Regions from separate parts of the Triticum aestivum genome. Here region 1 is linked to region 2. A link is a contact called in public Hi-C data. All regions are on one chromosome and are shown on one strand. Each heading gives the region's core, a stretch centred on a gene start, on an enhancer-like site or on the middle of the called end of the contact. The rest is flanking DNA. Distances are from core to core; before and after follow the strand shown.

Evidence for each region. Hi-C and Micro-C count contacts between places; a contact is called where the count stands out from the background.
Region 1: a contact with region 2 is called in a Hi-C map of leaf, with 2.5 times the contacts expected there. The contact joins the promoter of LOC123167891 here to the enhancer-like site in region 2. A contact is called at or near these places in 3 of 5 Hi-C or Micro-C datasets (leaf and an unstated tissue).

What each region holds. Positions count from the first base shown.
Region 1 is chr7D:575,394,033-575,399,207 of IWGSC CS RefSeq v2.1, forward strand. It overlaps LOC123167891 (serine/threonine-protein phosphatase 7 long form homolog), which reads right to left and starts at 1,531. Exons shown (of 6, transcript XM_044585755.1): 1 at 802-1,531; 2 at 464-721; 3 at 94-314; 4 at 1-18. The coding sequence starts at 966.
Region 2 is chr7D:575,014,945-575,019,658 of IWGSC CS RefSeq v2.1, forward strand. No RefSeq gene overlaps it. Among protein-coding and RNA genes, the nearest start is that of LOC123167690, 160 kb to the left of the region's middle. Within about 2 kb of position 3,132, at least 2 of the 8 cell types and tissues checked have an H3K27ac peak or open chromatin away from gene starts, as enhancers often do. A contact at or near this core is called in leaf, where this site is marked.

The DNA of each region.
Region 1 (5,175 bases), core at 281-2,780, 380 kb after region 2:
TGCTTCATTTTGTCCAAGCTTCATATTGACAATGACAAGTATTAGTAGCCTGAAATAGTATTACAATGCTAAAGACAGAAGATGCACTCTCACCCGTGAAGCGCGACACCCGTGTCCTTCCACTTCGGCGGTGTATCCTGAAATAACCCAAATTGGGTCATCACACGCTGTGGAAGGTGGAACTCGACTGCATATAAGCATATCAATGGGCACCGCATCAGCCAAAGATGTGATTCCTCCGTGCACTTCGGGTTCAACTGGAAATCAGGGATGAAAGCAAAATTGTCCCACGCTCCATATGGCTGCCATGTCACCTACAAAATAGAACAAGCAGGGAGCCAATAGAAAAAATTGGAGCTAATGATATGCATCTAATGTTAACATTTTTTTATGACAATAATATGCAACATTAAAAAAACTCAGACAAACTGGGAAATCTCAATATTAACATGACAATTATTACCTGCTCCGAGGTTAGCGTGTCAAACTCATTGGTGTACTCCCTGTACATCCTGTTTGGGTCACCAGTGAACTCTGAAACCTTGTCCCACTTGTACGCCCATGTAGGCTTCCGTAGCGGGTTGTCATGATCATCCCAGGTGTCGTAACCAATCACTCTCGGTCGTCCAACTGAGAAGTGTTCCCACATCCAAACCGAAAGTAGGACCAACGGACCACCAATACTAGCTTCATCTTTGCGCCTACAACACGCCTCATCCAACTGCACATAGAGGCACAAGCGGTATGATTAGAGAATGTCTGGAGGTGTAATATCATGAAAAAATATGTACAAGTGATTACCTGACGGTACAAGTAGGCCAGTGCCGCCGAACCCCAGCTCTGTTTACTATCCCAACCAGATAATGCCTTCAGCCACATCCACGGAGCGGTCCTGCCACCACCATCAGCAAACAGAGTCCTCGAGATCACATACCACAAGTATGCGTGTGCATATTGTTGCACCATCTCCTCACTAGCATCATCGGGGCATTGGCTAAAATGTTCTACAATCCAGACATAAGTCGCGCCGGCGGGGACTCTGTTTTTAGCAATGGAAAAAATAGCGTGCTACAAAAATAGCGTCGCCTCTGAAAATATGCTATTAGCGTACTATAGCGTGCTATTAGCGAGGTATTGTACATTAATTTATTTAGCGAGACAATTCTCTACATGCTATAGCGTGCTATTAGCGGCGTTATAGCGCGCTATTTTTTCAGTGGTTTTTAGTCGGGTCTTCCGGCACCGCAGGAAGCGCACCGATAAGCTCAAACATCCTAGCGCGCCAACCAGCAGCACCAGTGCTAAAACAAACAGGAACTCCCTCGATGGGAAGTGCCAGGATCATCGAAACATCCTGGAGAGTCACAGTCATCTCCCCAGTCCGGAGGTGAAAACTGTGAGTCTCCGGCCTCCAGCGGTCAACAAGCGCGGTGATCGCACAAGGGTTCATGCTTGGCGTCGACCGAGTGACAAGCTGGATGAACGGAAGGAGTCCCAGCCTCTCAATGTACTGTGTGTACCGCTCATCATATCTCATCTTATTGGATGAAGCCTCATGAGCCCTTAGGCGCAGGGGACAAAAGACCTACAAAAATACAAGTTAGAACAGTATAGATCCATGTAAACTAAGAATACAAACTAGAATAAATCAGTGACAAAATATTCAACTGTACTGACAGATTCATTTGAACACTTCAATTGGCAGTAACATCAATGTACTAACAAGTATGAACTAGCATTATCAATATGTATTACCTGTCTCTCATCCGGCATAAGCCGCCCACGGTGACCCTTATCATAATGCTCACTGAGAAGTGTCATCCTACTTATTTGAAAAAAAGAATCATAACTTTAATCATTCAGAACATACAAGGCAAAGGTGCATAATAAAATGCTGCCGATGTTAGCCAATTGTCGTAGTAGCACCAATTTGTGTCTTGAGAAACATCAAAGCTGCATTTAGCTAATTAGACTACTCTTTCAGCGGGTGTACTTAAATACACCGCTACTAGCTAATCAGATCATAGCTAATGCAGTCTTGCTAGGAATGTTAATCCTTGTTTTAATTTTCAAGAGCCGCCCAAAATGTGTAAGCTATGAATGTTAGTATAAACTGACACAGCAAGGAAGCCTTTGCTTCAATGTGCCTGATCAGCCAAGTTTGATTTTTGATTTAGATAGAACCATGGAGCCCCTAGGGTTTCACCTAAACATGCTTACTCAATACAATCACAATAATCCATACAAAACTGTAACATGATGATGAACTAGGGTTTCACCTAAACATGCAAAAATAGGGCCAATGTGATGGTTTTGTCGGATGAAATTGAGGGGATCGGAGGGGAATACCTTTAGGGATGGATGGGCGACGAAATCCACCAAAAAAGCTTAAGATCCAGCCGATTTTGAGTGAAGATTTGACAAGGGGAGAGAGGGGCGCCGCCGCCGCCGCCGCCGTCTCTGTTCGAGCGTGGCGTGGTGGGCCGGCTGCGGCTGCAAGGCAACGAGGCATAGCGCCGCAGACCCCGACGCTATTTGGGCCGTATTATAGCGCCTCCACGCCCGGCGTTATGATACGCAGCTCTGGGCCCGACGGTGCCACGCTGGCAGCGTCATGGCGCCATGAGACGAGGCGCTATAGTGTGGAGCATAACGCCGCCGTCGCAGGCGTGATGAAAAAGGTCAGATTCGTGAAATACTTTCAATGTGGGGTCAAATCCTGCTTAACTTTTCCAAAAAGTTCAAAACAGTGATTTTGTCCTAGCTGATGGCGAATCGAGCTAGACAACGACCCTGTTAGGCGCGCGCGAGTTGACAGCACGGAGCTAAGCCGTGTCACACGGATCATGCCGGATCGGTTCCCCCACAAAGCTGTGGATTGTTCAGGAGAACAGCCGATAGCTACACCGTTCCTCACTTCAGTTGGCAACAGAAGGCCATCAGAGAAGTCCTCGCCGTTTCAGACCCTTCCGTCAGGTGACCCGTCCGATCTGTGAAGTAGTGCTCGTGAAGGATCCGCTCGGCGGCTCGGCCCCAATGATTCGCCTCCTGTGAGCACTCCTGGTTCGCCAAATTGGCTCCGGCAGCAGCAACCCGTTGGAACAAATCAACACAACCCTAGCTAGATCTAAAGTAATAGCCTAGCCGTCTTATCCAACGACCTACTCTAACTTTAAGGTGCAGATTTGCTCCAAATAAACAGCTTAATAATGATGGTACGGGTAGATCCATGCATGTCTGCCTACCAGCGCCAGGCCGCATGTAACTTGAGATTGTGCCCATCTTTTCGGCAGGATACGGCCACCAACCAATTTGCATGCGTGTCAAGCAAAGCCTAGCTAGCTATAGGCACTACTGCTCCAACGAAGAAGAAAAATGCGAGAAGTGACAGGAGCCAGGCCGAGAGCGTATGCATGCCTCCCGTAGTCGGAGAGGGGAGGAGTCATGTCTCGAATCATGGACGCAGGCAGGCTCGAGCCGCTCGCCGGCGAGTAAACAATCCGGAGGCTGAGCGGACGCGGGGAGGCCACATCGCCGGAGCGCTTAAACAAATGCGGCGGAGCGGGACGCGACGGCCGCCCGAGGCGGCGGTTTGGCGGGGAGAAATCTGGCGACGATCCCCTGTCGATCTCTCTTTGTCTCTCTTGGCACGGGGTGTTCCTGTTTCCTCGTCCTCCTGCAGAGCTTCCTGGTAACGATATCCATGGAACAAAGGTTGGTTAACTGACTCTTGTGATTGTTTATTTAACCCAACGGACGGATCAAGTAACGAGGCGTGTCACGGACGATGGCGTTTGTTCGATTACGATAATACTCCGGTAGAACATCTTGTGTTCCTGTGTGCTGCACTCTAGGGCTTCCTGGGATCGCACCCGGATTAGAGAATTAAAATTAGAAAAACACGATTAAGAGATCCAAATTCTTTCGCCCAAAAGAAAAAAAATCCAAATTCTTGATTTCACATGGTATCAAAACACATCAAGCGAATTTCTCATTTTTCTGCCTGTTTGTATTTTTAAGGCGTTTTAATTTTCTCTGCCACATTTTTACCACGAACTTGCGATGTTGTGACAATGTTTATCTCGTTACCCATTTTCCCGTGATTATGATATGCTAAGCCAACATAACAGATGTGGCAACTGAGTCCAAAGCGTGACCAATCACAAACGGGCATGTAGCCTAGTGGTTGCAGCGACCTTAGTCACACCTCATGCCTACGTGCTAGAAGCAGATTTATGCAGGTGTGAGCGAAATTTTCTGGAAAAAAATTGGACTGAAAAGACTGTTGGGCTGTGGCTCTACAGTAAATAGTCAAAAAAAAAAAAGGTACTCCCTTTGATCGAAAAAAAGTGCCGTTCAAAACTGCGACATTTTTTCATGATCGGGGGGAGTACCAATTTAGGTGTTTTCCATGTATTTTTCATGTACCCCGCGATGAAAACCCACTTTTCATCCGAGTGGCGACATGCAACCCATTTTTAACACAGGCAATCTAGCTTGATTATCTGCACCGCTCGGTCGACATGATCAAGCCAAAATAGCCCGCTCACCTACTCCTTTCCTTGCAACCACGAGCATGGGTAGGAGACGACCCAGAGGGCGACAACTAAAGAGCAATGGAGCAAAGACATGGCTCTCTATCGACGATCGCTTGACTAGTCATATTCCCGAGGTAAGAAAATTGTGTCGTTGATGATTGCCTGATTAGTGGTATGCTTCGTTCTCTCCAAGCGGACTATCGGAATGATGGGAAATTAAAGGATGTAAACTTTCAACACCGTCACAAATTTTGGGTAAAAATGCTGCCAAAAAAGAATGGGTAAAAACCACACTAAAAAAATAAAACACATAGAGATAAAAGTGGGGGCATATCTGGACTTCTAAAAGCAAAAACATGGTTTGAAGTCTGAATGAAATTATGGACGTACGGACTCATGTTCTGTAGATCCGACAACCTTAATTATACTAGTAGAATGCCCGTGCGTTGCTACGGGCTACAATGCATATAAATGAATCAAACACATGATTAAGGTTGTCTCTAAGGTCGAAACTCATTTCTCCCTCATACGTCCGAGCGTATTTGGACATCAGAGGGGCGCCCAGTGGGCTCCGCAAAATCCAACCGCCTCAATAGTCCGGACTACACCAAATTCAGCCCATATGTGAGGGAGAAAT
Region 2 (4,714 bases), core at 1,882-4,381:
ATCAATAAAAATATGCAGCAGAGTGCTGCTGTTTTCCTAAAAAGAGCATGAGAGCACAGGGTTTCAGAGAAAGTGGGAGAGATAGATACTCTGAGAGTATCTACAGCCGGGCGCCCCAAACCGGCCTCAAACGCGCGGGCGGCTCGCGTGGTCATTGACCTATCATGATTTTTCGACCCAGGCGGGCCCCTCAAACGGGCCTCAAACGTCTGGGCTGACCGGCACCCCTCATATTCAGCGCAAATATGAGGCGGATATGGGGTGATCGGGCACGCGCGGGCATGCCCGCCACATTGGTCTGACGGCGGAGTCCCACGCGGAAACGCCAGGAAACCCGGTTGTCCGACGAATGCCGCGTTTGTCAAAGCGGTGAACGCCGCGTGGCGCCGCTCCGGCTCGCCGCGCAAGACCAAATCCGGCTATTTAAGCCGGCCGGCGTCCCGCAACCCTAACCCATCCACCTCCCCCACCCTCTTCGCGCCGTCAGTCTGAGCCCACCACCTCCTCACTCTCCCGCTCCGGCGCCCTGCCCACGGTTCGATGCTCTGCCCACGCTCCGGCACTCCGCCATGGTCCGGAGCAAGATCACCTACTACGCCATGCTGACGCCGGAGCGCCGCTATGAGATCCGGGCGAGGCAAGCCGCGGGCGCCGCCCGCATCGCTGCCGGGCTACCTCTGGACTCGCCGGAGCCGGAGGAGGAGGAGGAGGAGCAGCCGGGGGAAGAGGAGGAGGAGGAGATGGCTCCGATGGAGGTGGAGGAGGCAGAGCAGCAGAAGCCGGAGCTGCCAGGCTTCAACATGGAGCAGGCGGAGGCGGAGTTCGCCGTCGCCCAGTCGGAGGAGATGGCGGAGCAGCAGGCCATCCTGGAGTCCATCCAAAATGAGGTCTATGTGGAGGCCAACCGGGCGTTCGTCCGCCAGGAGCAGGCGGCGTCCTACGCGCTCTTCGCCGAACTCGACGCGGAGATAGGGATGGAGGAGGCCGGAGCGGTGCAGCCGGAGCCGCCGGAGCTGCACCTGCCGCCCATGTTGCCAGAGTCGGGCACGGAGATCGTCGACATCTCTAACGACGAGTAGCTAGGTGATCGACGTAGCATGTACGTTCATTTTAGTTTGCATGTCTTTGTATGGATTTGAGATCTAGTATAGATGTCCGGATGCAACTATTTAAATTTAAGACCATTGCCCGGTCACTACCCACGAATGCGTCCCGCAGGCGTTTGAGGGGCCGGATTTGCAAGTCCGACTCTAGATGCACTGTGCTCAGCAGGAGCCAGGAGGACAGGGAGATCTGTCCGTCGTCTTGGACGAATCCTTGTCAGTTTATTTTACTGGATCGCCATGCATGCAGCAGATATGCATATGGAGTGATGAGTCTGTGCTTGCAAGAGTAAGAGCATCTCCAGCCGTTGTGCCCCCCAGGAGGCGTTTTTTCGGCCTCCTGGGGAGGCACCGGCGGATTTTTTGCATCTGGGACAAGAAATTTTCCAGCCGCCCCCTCACCCGACCGACGAACACACTGCGCACGAGCCCACCGAGCTCGACCGCCGCCGCTCCGTCCTCGTGCCCCGCGTGCCCGGTGAGGAACCCGACGAGCGTGGACGCGGGCGTGACTCGTGGGGTGACCATGGAGAAGACGACGCCCACGCACGGCGGGGGGCGATGTTGCTTGCCGGTGAAGCCCGACAGCGGAGGCAACTTGAGGCCGGGGCAGCTTGCCGGTGACTCGCAAACCGGCAAAGGCGCGGACACACATGGATGGAGGCGAGGCCCTGCTCAGCCGACAGCGTGCGGGATGCACAGAGCCCGTGCTTGGGGGCGAAACCGACTGGGGCCGGACTTGGCGAAGGCTGCAGGGCGGCTTTGGAAGCAGGCGGCAGCAGCGGCGTCCGGCCGGCGCCGGCGAGGCTGCGGAAACGGCGACGGATTCCCGAGGCTGCGGAAACGGCGCCGGCGAGGTGTGCCGCGGGCGGCTCAAAACGGAGAGCAGGAGGCAGAGCTCGACGGGGGCGGATTTGGCTCGAGAGGACCCGGGACGGCGCCCAGCCGCGCTTCCCAACGGCGGCCTCGGCGCGCACCTAGACCTGGAGCGGGCCGTCGGCTCGGCATGCTCCCATCGGCCTCGGCGCGCCCCTGGACTGGAGCCGGCCCTGGTCCACGCCGAACACCACGCTCAGGTGCCCTGGTCCATGCCGGACACGCCGGACACCACGCTCCGGCGCCGACGCCTCGAAATCCGGCGTCGGTATGAACTCTTCGAGCACGAGTGGCGGCCTCGCCGCCGCGCCGCCATGGCTCCCCATCTGGCCATGCGCGCTCCGCTCCGCGAGCCCCTCCCCGCCCTGGCCATGCGTGCGCCCCCACGGCCGCGCGAGGCCCGCTCCGGCTGTGTGTGGTAGGTGGTGCCGTGGTGGAAGGAAGAGGAGAGGAGAGAGGAGAAAGAAAAGAGAGAAAGGAGAGGAGAGATGAGAGAGAGGGGAGAAAGAGGGGCTGGCAAGTGGGCCGTTGCATGCGAAAAAGAGATGCCGGCGTTCCCAGCTGCCTCCCGGGGGACTGGGTTTGGAATGGGCGTGCCGGCTGTAACTTTCGTCAAAACCGGCGCAAAACTGGTTCCTGGGGCCCCGAGTGGGTCGTTTTTTGCCCGCCGGCGTCTAAAAATGCACCTGGGGAGGCTTCTTCAGGGCCTGGCTGGAGATGCTCTAAGCAGCAGCACTCGCCGTCGTTTGCACCTGGTACAGAGCTACAGTCACGCTCTAATTACACGCGCTCTGGTTCGGTGTAGTACTCTTATCTGATAGTCATCAATAGTTATACTTGGTTTTATCCAGGCGTGTGGCTAGATCTCAGTCGACGTCTCAGCCAAGTCATATAGTATGTAAGAAGAAAAAGAAAAATTAAAATATTTTTTGTGTGCGAATCTTGATGCAAAATCAAAGGATGATAGCATTGATTGACACATAACGAAGTCTCAATCGATTGAGACTTAGCAAAATTGTTTATCTAGTTATAGAGGCATTTTATTCGCCGACATGCCAGTATGTTGATTTTTTCCCGATAATGCATGTCCGCTGCAATCAAATTATGTCGGCATCGCGCAACTGTTTGGCGGAGAGCGACGTTATTCGAAGCTGATACGCGACGGGGACTCCAGAGTGTACATTTGTGATTTGTGTATACATTAGATGCATCTGGGGCTTGCTTCTGACAAGTCACCGTCGTCGTCTTTTTCGTGATAACAGCTATCGATATTGTGATGCTGATCGATGGGAACTGGCCAGGATTTGTATTGATAATTAGTCAACATCCGTTCCGTGCACACCTGAACCATCTGCGTCTGGCCATATATATGTATATCAGGAACACATGGTTGGAGATGAAGAAAAAAGGGTAGCATACCTGAAAATCTACCTAACCTTTCTGTGCGCATGTCTGGCTTAATCTGCCCTACTAACTTGGTTCGTTGCCATGTTTCTTGCCAACATATCTTCACGACTTTTCGTGTATAATAAAGCCGCCAGCAATCCCGTGACAACAAGCTGGAGCCGGCACTGTTCAGAATTTATGCCCACTGAGCCGTTGCGAACAGCGGTTTCACCAGCTCGATCGGCATAAATCCCTACAGCTAGCTAGCTCCGGTCAAATCCGCCATGAAGGCCAGCAGCTAGCTCACCTCTGTACGTCGTCTCAAATCAAATCATATTTGATTCTCTCACAGGTGAGGTCAGGCGAGGCGAGGGCAGGTACGCGCGCGGCCCGCCGGTGATGAACATCAACAGCGGCGGCTCTGGCGGATTCTGGCCGCCGCTTAAATGCGGTGTCTTTCTATTTCTTCTTCGGAGCCTCGCGCGCTCTTTCCGGCGAATCATGTCGCTGGGTACCTATGGTTGATGCCACATGCGGGCGTCTGCCTGTCGTGATCCCTTTGCCGGTGATCGGTCGATCGGCCCATTTGCCTTTCCTGGTGCCGTTCGAAAAAATCGGGGACATGGTTTGCGTCGCCACTGAAAATAAAAATCTCGTCGTTCAGAAAAAACAGAGGGAAAGCACAGCTCATTTCATCTAAGCATACACGGTAAAACGAAATACAATGTTTTTTATTCACGTGAAAAAAAACTCCAACATTTACCCTAGAAACGACTTGGCGCCATTTTCCAGAGATTTTGTTTACTATTTGTTTCGAAAAGGAGATTAAACCCCGAGCCTTTGCACATCGGAAAGGAGAGTACAAAATAAAGACAACCTCGACTGCACCATTACAAAATGTGAAAGCAAAACCTACAATTAAGTCAAATTATTCCGCAACTACGCCTTCAAGTAGCAATTAACGTTCTCAATCCATTGTCATCGTGCCTGACTGGAGATGACCTGGACAAGGATTCTCATTCTAATGTCAACACCATCCAATGAAGGCCAGTGCAATAGCAAGTAGACAACATCTTCATCAAGGTAGTGGCATGAGTTCGTTGCTGCTGAGCCCGACCAATGAAGGTCAGGACAAGAGTTTTCCTCGGAATGAAGTGGTATTTCAATCAGCATCTTCAAGCTGGATCATTCGATAGTTGCATCTGCCAGTACTACACGTTAGACTTAAAGATACTAGCGGAATGGTGGGACGTCCTCCCACCTTAACTCATTGCACTAGTAGAAAACAGCCCATTAGCCCCGGTTCTAGGACCGGGACTAAAGGGTCGGGACTAAAGCCCAAAACCTTT